2 separate regions of the Zea mays genome follow, and region 2 is linked to region 1. A link is a contact called in public Hi-C data. All regions are on one chromosome and are shown on one strand. The core of a region is the stretch at or near the end of the contact, and the rest is flanking DNA. Distances in the headings are between cores, read along the strand shown.

Region 1 (5,066 bases), core at 1,308-3,807:
GAAACATGTATACCAACCATTTGTTTACTGACAATTCGCACATAATTTGCACGATGCACGGAAGATTCTCTTTTCCCAAGAGTAGCACAGCCCTCAACGGTGTCTTCAAAAGTTGAGTCTTCTTCTGACGCCAAATCAGATAAGCGATCAAGTGAATTTAAAACATCAAGCTTCTCCTGCTGTTCAGACCATAACATGCTAAGATTTCCCGAGCTATGATACTGCCTTCTCATCCCAGCATGCAAATCTACATCCTGGAGCTCAAGACCTCGAGGGTTTCCCACAAAGTTGGAGCTAAATAACCCCAAACTCATGACTCGCCTCAAGCCTGTACCTGACACCAAAACCTTTGATGGAGTGTCGAGTGGATATTCTGGCCAGTCCAATGAACTGGTCCCATCGAACCAGCTGCAATGAAGCTCACTCTTACTAGTTTGCCAATCTCTAAGCTGAGTTAAACTTCCTGTCACTCTATCTTCAGGTTTGGATTTCCCATCGCCTGAAGCAACAGGCCTTAGTAATGGCGAGAGTGGAGCACTGTAGCTTTTGCAGATTGTCCTGGTTTGCTGAGAACTGTTAAGTGTTTGGCGGATAAGAGCTTCCCATTTCCGTATTGGTCTACTGTCCTCTGCTCCCAACACATTACCAGCGCTTAGTGGGACAACTTCCTGGAAACTGAACACAAGTGAAGCCATTTAAATAGAATATCCTGAACCAAAGGTTTCATATTTTGCGGATCGGAGGTACATACCCTAAAACATACAAGTCTGCTGGCTCTTGTGTACAAAGCCACTCATCAAGACGAAGGTCATCACTAGGCACTCTTCCAGCAACATTCCATGTACCTATCATCACCCTGGTGGGCGGTGGCAACCTCTATTATTTGAGTGCACCCATGCTTGACATATAACACATTTTACATAGTAAAGAAGAAATCATAAAAGCCAAACCTCACATCTTTGTTACTGATGTAGTTAACACGTAAACTCTCTGATTTCCTTCTCTGAAGACTTCGCAGAGGAATTGTTTTCTCTCCTACAAAGAGAGAAGACAACTCAAAATCAAGCACATCACAATATCGAACAAATTCCAACACCGGAAAAGTTTTAAAAAACCCATGGGCATGAGACATGCATGACAGGATTTGCGTTGTGCTGAAATTATGACCATCAATTGTATCCTGGCCATTCAGGATTATGTTACCTCAGATATTGTGAATATACAGAAACCACTACAATTTAAATCCTCATTTCTAAACTCTATTTATAGGGTATCAACATATCCGCATAAATCTGAGCTTTGCAGGTTCAAGATAGGGTATTATTTTGCAAATCTGTGTGTTAGTGTGTGTGCTTGGAGATTCTTCTCCCCTTGTACTCTATGTACACTCTATTCTTCTTAATGAAATGACGCTGCGTGTTTGAGAAATAATTTTGCAAACCTAAAGCTGCAAGAGAATCATTGTTATGCCACCATTAGGAACAGTATGGTATTTTTCTACAATGTTGTAGCAAGCAAAGCAAACTTTAGCTCCACAAGCACTAGTCAACTAGTTATAATGAATGCTACAATAAACTTACAATACATGCCAGAGCTGTGCTATTATGTTAAACTTGATTTCCCATTTAAATGGCCGTTTAGCCAAAATAGTCACTATATGGTAGGTGACCCACTGTTAAGCATTTAGGAAAACACTGCTTAAAACGCAGTCAAGCTATAGACATCACTGTAGGCGTTTATGGAAACAATCTTACCTGATGATTTGCTAATCATGTATTTGAGATTTCCATGTATCTCAAAGAAGTTATTATCATCTCCAGAGTTAGTACCGTCTGAGAAAAGGTGTAAAATTCTAATTTGCGTGAAATTATTGAGGATACAAGCAAAGAAATTTGTAGAGAATACCCATGCAATTCCTCATACCACTATCCTCACTGCCTGTATCAAACTCGTCTTCGCTGAAATCATTTAATTTCGGCCTGATGTTTAGCCATTTTTTCATCACCATTGAAGACCAAAATGGCTGCAATTTATACCAGGTCAGATAACTCGGCATTATCAAGAGCAGTAAAAGGGAAAAACGATCCATCATAATTCATACAAGCATATACTGAAGCTACCCATTTCTGCAGATTACCTCTGACTGTTTTCTTCTTTGATCTCTCATCATCTTCAACGCTACAAGGAAGGCTAGGAACAAAACTTCGAACCTCCCTCCATTTCAAAGAAAAGACAGGTCCATATGTTCCAACTATCTACTAGGGGGATATGTTCCAACGAGTTACTAGGGGGGAAGCAGATGCAAGATAAATACATACAGGAAAGATGCAACTAGACAAAGTGGAAGTCGGCATTAAGTTTCCAGCTAGTTCACTGTTACCACTTGTCCTTCAAATTGCAGAATAGCTTTTGCAGCAGTAAGATCCATATTGAATACTCCCACCGCTGTCCACTTGGTCATGGAGAATATGTGAAGTAGACACCAATATAACAACTGTTGCTTTCTAGCATAAGAAAACTAAGAAAAGGGTAGATATGCGAAAATTTGAGCACAATTGGTGGACAACATCCAGTGTTTGTCCTGCATGAACTTCTACCAAGTGCACATGGTCCAACAAGACATTATACCATGTGACAGGGACAAGCACAGCATCATCATACTGTTCGAAGAGATGGACAGGTCCACATATGTGTGGATCATACTGGATTTGATGGGCTCTTCAGCGTGTTCGAGAAAAGAAATACTGGATTTGATGGATCAAAACAGCCATTACTTATTAGCACAGACAGATGACGCAAAAAATTGGTGGAGACGGGCACTATCTGTGGTCCTGGTCCTGTTCACTTTACTATGGAAATAGAGAGACACTAGGCTCTTGGTTCCGAATCAAAGAACAGGAAGGCCTCTAACCATCTAGGATAGCAAGATATTTCTCAAAGTGAAACAGAGTGAGACAGCTCACATAAGAAGTGGAGGAAGAGCTACATCAGAGTGAAACATTAATGTCAACTAGTCGGTTGCTCGTGCGTTGCGACGGCTTACAACAATATCTATGTAAACTATTCAGCAAAAAAATTTCAAGTTTTTTTATTGATTGTCCCCGCTCTCCGTATAATATTTTTTTGATTTTGCTAACTGATGTTATTGTTTACTCCATCCAATATGTCTTGGTATAACACGGCCAATGAAGTGAACGATTAGAATAGAGTTCACAACGACTGATTAAACGAACAGAGATTATAAAATGACATAATTCCACCATACAGACACCAAATAAGAGAAAGTTTGTGAGCTCAAGTTTCTAAAATAAGTCCCATGAACTTAAACTTATAAAAAAGATAGATCAAAATATAGAGTGATTGCTAAAGTCAGCCATCAATAAAAACTGGATGCACTCCATATAAATTATGCTACTTTGTAGCAATTACTAACGTTTAAAACCAACAAATAACCTTTCATTTTACTGTTAGTGTGACAAATCATTGTTGCTCCATCCAATTCAGCAACCTCAAACACCATGGAGTCCATTGTGCCAATGTGGTCTCAGAAACGACATAATATTTGCAAGAGCCAAGAACGTTGTGTCGTGCTTGGGCTATAGTCTCGGCCTGTAGTGCTGGCCCGGTCCAACACGATTATATATTTTTTATTTTACAAAAAAACGTATATACATGTATACAATTTATATTCAATATTGTTAGACAGTTTCACCAGTGTCTCCCGCCCTTCTTGCATCAAGGCATGGGTTCGAACCCCACCTCCTGCATTGGTTTTTAACATTTTACGCTGATTTAATCAAATTAGCCGACGGGCTAACGAGCTAGCCCAGCATAGTCAGCAGGCCGGCATGACGTGCCTGGGCCAGAATTGTGGCTCACGGGCGTCTGGTCCGTGCCGGGCCGCCGTTTGGCCATCTATAGGCGTGCAACGGGTTAATTTGAAATAGCTGTGAGGGGTTATTTGTAAAAAGATGACGCGGGACGACCGTTGAAACTGGTGCTTTAAGTATAGTATAGATATGCCATAGAGTGGAGAAGAAGGCAGTGGGACATATAAGAAGTAAGGGTTTTGTTGGGGAACTTGAACACCTTCGACTAGTGTTAACTTATAAGAAGTAAGGGTTTTGTTGGGGAACTTGAACACCTTCGACTAGTGTTAACTGTTAAAATGTATTGGTATCTAGTATTTGAGCGACATAGAACACATCATGAGTGATAAGGAGACCAAAAATATTTTTCTTCAAAAAAATGCTTCTAGATTGGTGACTGTGTAACACCCTAAGTTCTATCTTTGGGATTTAGAGAAAATTAATCTCAAGGATTGAATAAAAGTGTTTTCTAAGGAAGATGGAGTAATATATATATATATATATATATATATATATATATATATAATTATTTGACTTGAATTGCTCTTTGAATAAACTATATAGTTAGAAATACCTGCAAAGAAATAAATACAAGTTAAAGTAATTCTTTATGTTGAACATTACTTTTAATAAAGTCAATATTAATGAAAATTTATTTGAATTAAACTCCTACCAATCATCACACATCCAAGATTATTTGTGTGTTGCATATCCGAAACATTTTTGCCTAAATAAAGCAAGGAATAATTAGTATAAAAAGCATATCTATAAATATAATGCATAATGTTTTGGAATTATTTGTTGTTGCATTTATATTTGCAGTGCTAAAAACTCAGTCATGAACTTAAATTCGAGTTAGAATTGAAAACAAAATTAGAAAAATGATAATGAAAAGAAAAAAAGAAAATGCCGCATGGGTCGTTTTCCACGCGCTGGCCCAATCCCACCCTAGTGGCCCAGAAACACCACAACCGCTTCCGCCTTGCGCTTGATAAAACACTGACGAATGGCCCCAGGGGCCAGCCCCGTGTTGCATTCACGCGTGCCGCGCCATGCCTCCTTTCGCCGCCATGTGGTCCGGGTGGCCGGCGGCTCCTAAATACCACATGTTGTCTCTCCTCTCTGTCGGCGACATGTGGGGCCTGGAAGTCAGTTTTGCCACTCCGACGCCGCGTGGCTGCTCGGGCTTCAACAAAA
Region 2 (5,066 bases), core at 1,046-3,545, 160 kb after region 1:
TGCCGCTCGCGGTTGTCGTTTCCACGATGCTCTCGACACCTTGCTGCGTCGGGCCTTCGACCGACACACTTGGTCCATCGAGTACCGCTGTATAGTCTAACAGCACCGTCGCGGGTTATACCTGGACCAATGGGAGGCTACCTGCTTAGTGCGTCGCCCGGACAATGATCTCCAGGGTGAAGAGGCCTACTCAGAGCATTATTCTATCACTGAGCGGGACATTGTCGACGCAGCCATGCAAGATGCTTCATGGCGTGCACTTTTGCAGTATTGTTCGTTGTTCAGCGGGGTAGCTAACGACCTCAACCTAAAGTACTACCCCCGTCGTTCGACCGGCAGTACCGGAGGTGTGATTGTCTCACCAGTTGGTGAGGGAATCGTAGATTGAGTAGCATGGTCAACCTGGTCGCCGTGCTCAACACCGAGCTGGACCACACCCTTGACGAATTAAGCAAGGCTCGGGTGGAGATTGCGGAACTGCATGCTGAGCGCGCGGAGCGCCGCCATCAGGAGGATGGTTCCCCCGCTCCTGTCGGGACTCAGCACCCTTACCGCTCGCCGCCCTGTGGTCATCATGCTTATGGCACCTATTAGGGGCTTCCTCTTCCAAAGGTCCTTAAAAATATGACTAACCATTTGCTTTTAGCATAATATTGATTATTACAGGGAGCTTCAGTTCATGATGGAAGTTTTCTCCCCTGTCGAAGGTCTTCAAGACAAAGGTATAGCCTGAGAATGACAATAATGAACGGCGAAGTTATGGTCAAAGAGTAATAACTTCGGTTTAAAGCGGTGACAAAGATCAAGCATAATGCTGAGCCGAAGAGGAAAAGACTAGCTAATCCCTAGTGATTTAGGCTACAGTTATGAACAAGCATTAAGGTCATAAATGTATTTTTACCCGAGCTGCATCCCGTGCCTATAAATAGGTGAACAGTACCACCGTACTATTCTCGCTAGATTGTAATCGCTCTCGCATCATCACCTTCGAGCAAGCCAAAGGTATCAATGTAATAGGAATTTTATTCATATGTTTATCATGAAATAAATATTTGAATTGATACATGAATAGATAACGTTTATGATATATTCCTGAATTGTTATTCTCTCGAATGACGAAGATATGTCCTTCAAGACCTTCGTCTGAGAGCCATTGTATCCAAAAGGAGATGGTGTTTCGGAGGACGAAGGTCTTTAATCTCTAACAATTGTGTTGTCTTGTTCTTGATCCATAGTATTTAAGAAGTAAACAACATTGGCACCCACCTCCGGTGCACTCGAACGACCACCTTCGGCAACATCTCAAGCATTCACCTCTATGGTCCAAAATCTATTCACGAAGGGGTATGTCCACTTTTAATCACAGATGCCCATCATGTGATGGACGACACCCCCACCATTTTCAACCTCCCGCCGCTTACCCACTCACCACGCTAGCCAGCCCAGGACGACCGAGGCCATCTTGGTGCACTGCCCGGCCACAACCACCATGCGAGCCCTAGCATATCCATGGCCGCACGAACTGGGGACGGGAAAAGCGACAACATAGCGGGAGATACCCTTACCGATGATGAGGCCTTGACGACATTAATCCCGACGACGAACCGCAAGCACCGGCATGCCCCAGCTCCACAACCCATTATCCTTCTTATTTCCTCCTCTCTCTCTCTGTTACCCGCCACTTGCCTTGCTCGCGCATGGTGACTATTTGCCCAGCGGCTCCCGGTTTTATAGAGGCAAGGGCGGGATCCGCCATGGTGGTCGGTTGAGGAGGACCCGTGCATATTTTTAGGAGGGTTGGTTCGTCGAGATGGTGCTTGACAATGGTGGACGACAGGGGCAAAGAGAGGTGCACAACATATATACCCTTGGCCCCAGGGCAAGGAACGCGTCCAGCCTAACGGCCACGGTGAGCCCTTAGGTAGCAACCGCGGCATGCAACCAGATGCTCCTGAGGATACGGTTGACTCTGACTCGATGGCCCTGCTCGCCCGAGCTTGTTCCCACAACCATGCGGACCCAGTAGCTGAGCCCCTGCCCGGCGGTCCCAACAAGAGGCATTCTGTGCGGACCAAGTCTGTTATTCCGTTTGAGTTCAATCCCACACCGGGAGGTAGAAGACTATCTGGCTAAGGGGGTCCACACGACATCGACACGGCAACAGAAACGGATGGCGTCATTCAGGATGTCATGGTGACATCAATGAATTAAAATATGGTTTCCCAAGGTGGCTGCGCGCATGACGCTGTCGATCCGTCCCCACCAGTCATTGGCTCCGGTAGCACAACATAGTCGTGCGTCACGTGATGCGAGGGGCTGAACGCCCGGTTCCACATGTCAGCGACAAATATCCCGCGGGACATGGCTTGAAGGGGAGAGAACGGGATGGGCCATCCAGTAGCAGATTAGGCCCAGCCGTGTAGAGTCTTTTGTTTTATTCTTCTAAAATTTCTATTTTTATTTCTTTCTTTCCATTTCCCAAGTTCATATTTCGAATTTTGGTTTGAATTTTGCACACACACTTTGAAATGCTCACGCAATTAAAACTTCAGCATGAGATGCAAGGTTAGTTAATTTTTTTATATTAATTGCATTATTCATTTTAGCAAATACTTCTAAGTATACATTTTATACACACCAAATATATGTTTTTAATGAAATAATTATCCATTACATAAATTTATTAAGAGTTAGTTTAACATAACCATTTTAGAGAGTATCTCTAAACATATTATCCAAAAAGAATAACTTAAGTTATATAAGGTCATTAAATCTTTTATTATACGCTACATTTACTTTAGGAGGTGTGACTTAAAAGGTGAGACAATTTGTATTAAAATAATATTGTTGGGGCGAAGGCGAAGATGCTACCCTTCGCTCGATGCCTTCGTCGCCTCGCTACACCAATGAAGACCGTGCCCGAGCGAGCCGAGAGCGCCGGTCGGATGATGCCTTTCGTCCTCTCCATTGCAAGACGAAGGCAAGACTCTGACAAAGTCTGCAAGTCCCACGTCCTCATCGCGCCCGGAGGCCCATGTGGGATTCGGTCCACTGTAATGGGCCCCGCACGGATAAACATGTTACGGGCCTCATCTGTAATAGCCTTTTCTGTAATGACGGTCTGTAACCTCCCCTTGTGAGAATATTTTGAGGATAGTCCGGGTACCCGAGGGCATAAACATCCTTGCCAGGGGACGGTGGACACTCGGGTACCTATAAATACCCCCGTACAGTGCCCTTGAGAGGCCAGATTTAACAGAGCTATTGTCGTTCCCCGTTGAACTTTGCAAACACTCTCTCCACTCTCCCGTTGGATCTATTTGCCCAGAAAGGCGAGTACCAACATTTGGCGCCCACTGTTCGTGCTACGAACAAACCACCCACGATGGCACCCAAGCGAGCTAGTTCGAAGGCAGCCCCATCCATCGACGAAGCAGCGAAGGCAGCGCTGCTGGCTGAGAAAAAAGGCAAGGCCCTCGTGGACAACACCCCCCAAGAAGCCTCCGATGAATAAGCTCTCAGCAAAAGACAGTGCCAAGAGCACCCACTCCTGAAGGCACCCTACGCACCTGCAGCTCCAGAGGACTACCACAAGCACCACCTCCAGACTTCGCTCCACCAGAGGGCAAAGACGCAACAGAGGACGACGAAGTCATCGGCATCTCGGCCAAAGAACAGCTACAGCTACGGGCCCTGCGCATTAAGAACCACAACCTCCAAAAGCAGAAAGACATCCTCGAGGCCAAGTGCCAACGTGTCACCGTGCAAGCCAAAGTGCGCCAGATGATACGAGACGAGGAGCAGAGAGCTCGGGAGCTTGAGCAAGAAATCACGCTCATGTAGAGCGAAGGCCAGCATGATCTACAGCACGGACCGCCCCTCCAACAGCGCGTCCCAGCCGGAGACCTATTCATACCTCAGCGTGGGTCCTTCGTCCCGCATGTCACAGCTTTCCAAGGGATCAACTACCTTGATGAGCGAAGCCCCCTGGCTTCGCAACTCCAAGCGTCACCTTGGCCCGCCAACTTCAGGGCAGGGACCTACCCCAAGTAGAACGGCAGCACTGACCCAGCACAATACATCATGAGCTACCAAGTCACCGTTGCATCATCCAGATGGGATGATGCCACAATGGCCAAATCTTTTATCATCGCGCTCGAGGGTCTGGCCTTGACCTGGTAGACCAGGTTGCCGCCACTGTCCGTCGACTCCTAGAAAGGACTCCGGGACAAGTTCCTGCTCAACTTCCAAGGGTACCGACCCGATACTGACGCCTTGGTCGAGCTATCACTTTGCAAGCAACAAGATAAGGAAACTCTTCGGGAGTACTACCGCAAGTTCCTAACTCTCAAATCACAACTGCCATCGGTCGATGACCACATCGCGATCCATTACACCATCAGTGGCCTTCGGGCTGGCGTCCTATACAGTCATTGCATCAGGGACCCACCCAAAAACCTCCAAGAGCTATATCAACTATTCGAGAAGTATGCCAGATCCGAAGAGCTACATCAGCGAAAGGTCAAATCTCAGAGAAAGCCTAAGGACCCTCCGCAGTCCAGCAGAACCTGGACCAGGCCTTCGCAGACAAACTCCAGACGGGACAGCCGTAGTCAGCAGCAGGAGCACAACATAGCCAACCAGCACCACGCCGGTGAGGCCACTCGCCGTCAGGAATATCCCCCAGGGCCGCAGTAATGGCACGAGAGGGCAGGGCCGGGGACGGATGCAGCAACCACGCAGATTTTACTGCCTGTTTCATGGCGAGGATTGCGCACACCCAACAAGAGATTGCCCGGAAACAAAGGCCACCAGGGACAGGATGTCTCGAGCACAGCCAACCGACAATAAGAGAGTTGTCGCGCACACATACCACCAACAACACCAACAACCATACAACAACGACCACGCCCGCATCCACCCAACCACACATATCAGCACCATCAGGAAGTACAAGTTGTTCCACCCCCGCATCCGCCTCTGCATTACCCAAACCCACACCACCAAAATCACCCCCAAGCACCAAAGCAGGAAGACTTCGCCGAGCAGCCATATCGCGGAGTCAT

The links. A called contact is a pair of places that touch in the nucleus more often than the background predicts.
Region 2: a contact with region 1 is called in a Hi-C map of leaf, with 5 times the contacts expected there. The contact joins the enhancer-like site here to the promoter of LOC103632346 in region 1. A contact is called at or near these places in 6 of 25 Hi-C or Micro-C datasets (bundle sheath, ear, leaf and 1 more).

Annotation. Positions count from the first base shown.
Region 1 is chr7:49,228,539-49,233,604 of Zm-B73-REFERENCE-NAM-5.0, forward strand. LOC103632346 (type I inositol polyphosphate 5-phosphatase 2) reads right to left here and starts at 2,558. Exons shown (of 10, transcript XM_008654158.4): 1 at 2,138-2,558; 2 at 1,924-2,023; 3 at 1,755-1,832; 4 at 951-1,035; 5 at 752-856; 6 at 1-675. The coding sequence starts at 2,170.
Region 2 is chr7:49,391,321-49,396,386 of Zm-B73-REFERENCE-NAM-5.0, forward strand. No RefSeq gene overlaps it. Among protein-coding and RNA genes, the nearest start is that of LOC118472924, 52 kb to the left of the region's middle. Within about 2 kb of position 2,296, at least 18 of the 20 cell types and tissues checked have an H3K27ac peak or open chromatin away from gene starts, as enhancers often do. A contact at or near this core is called in bundle sheath, ear, leaf and 1 more, where this site is marked.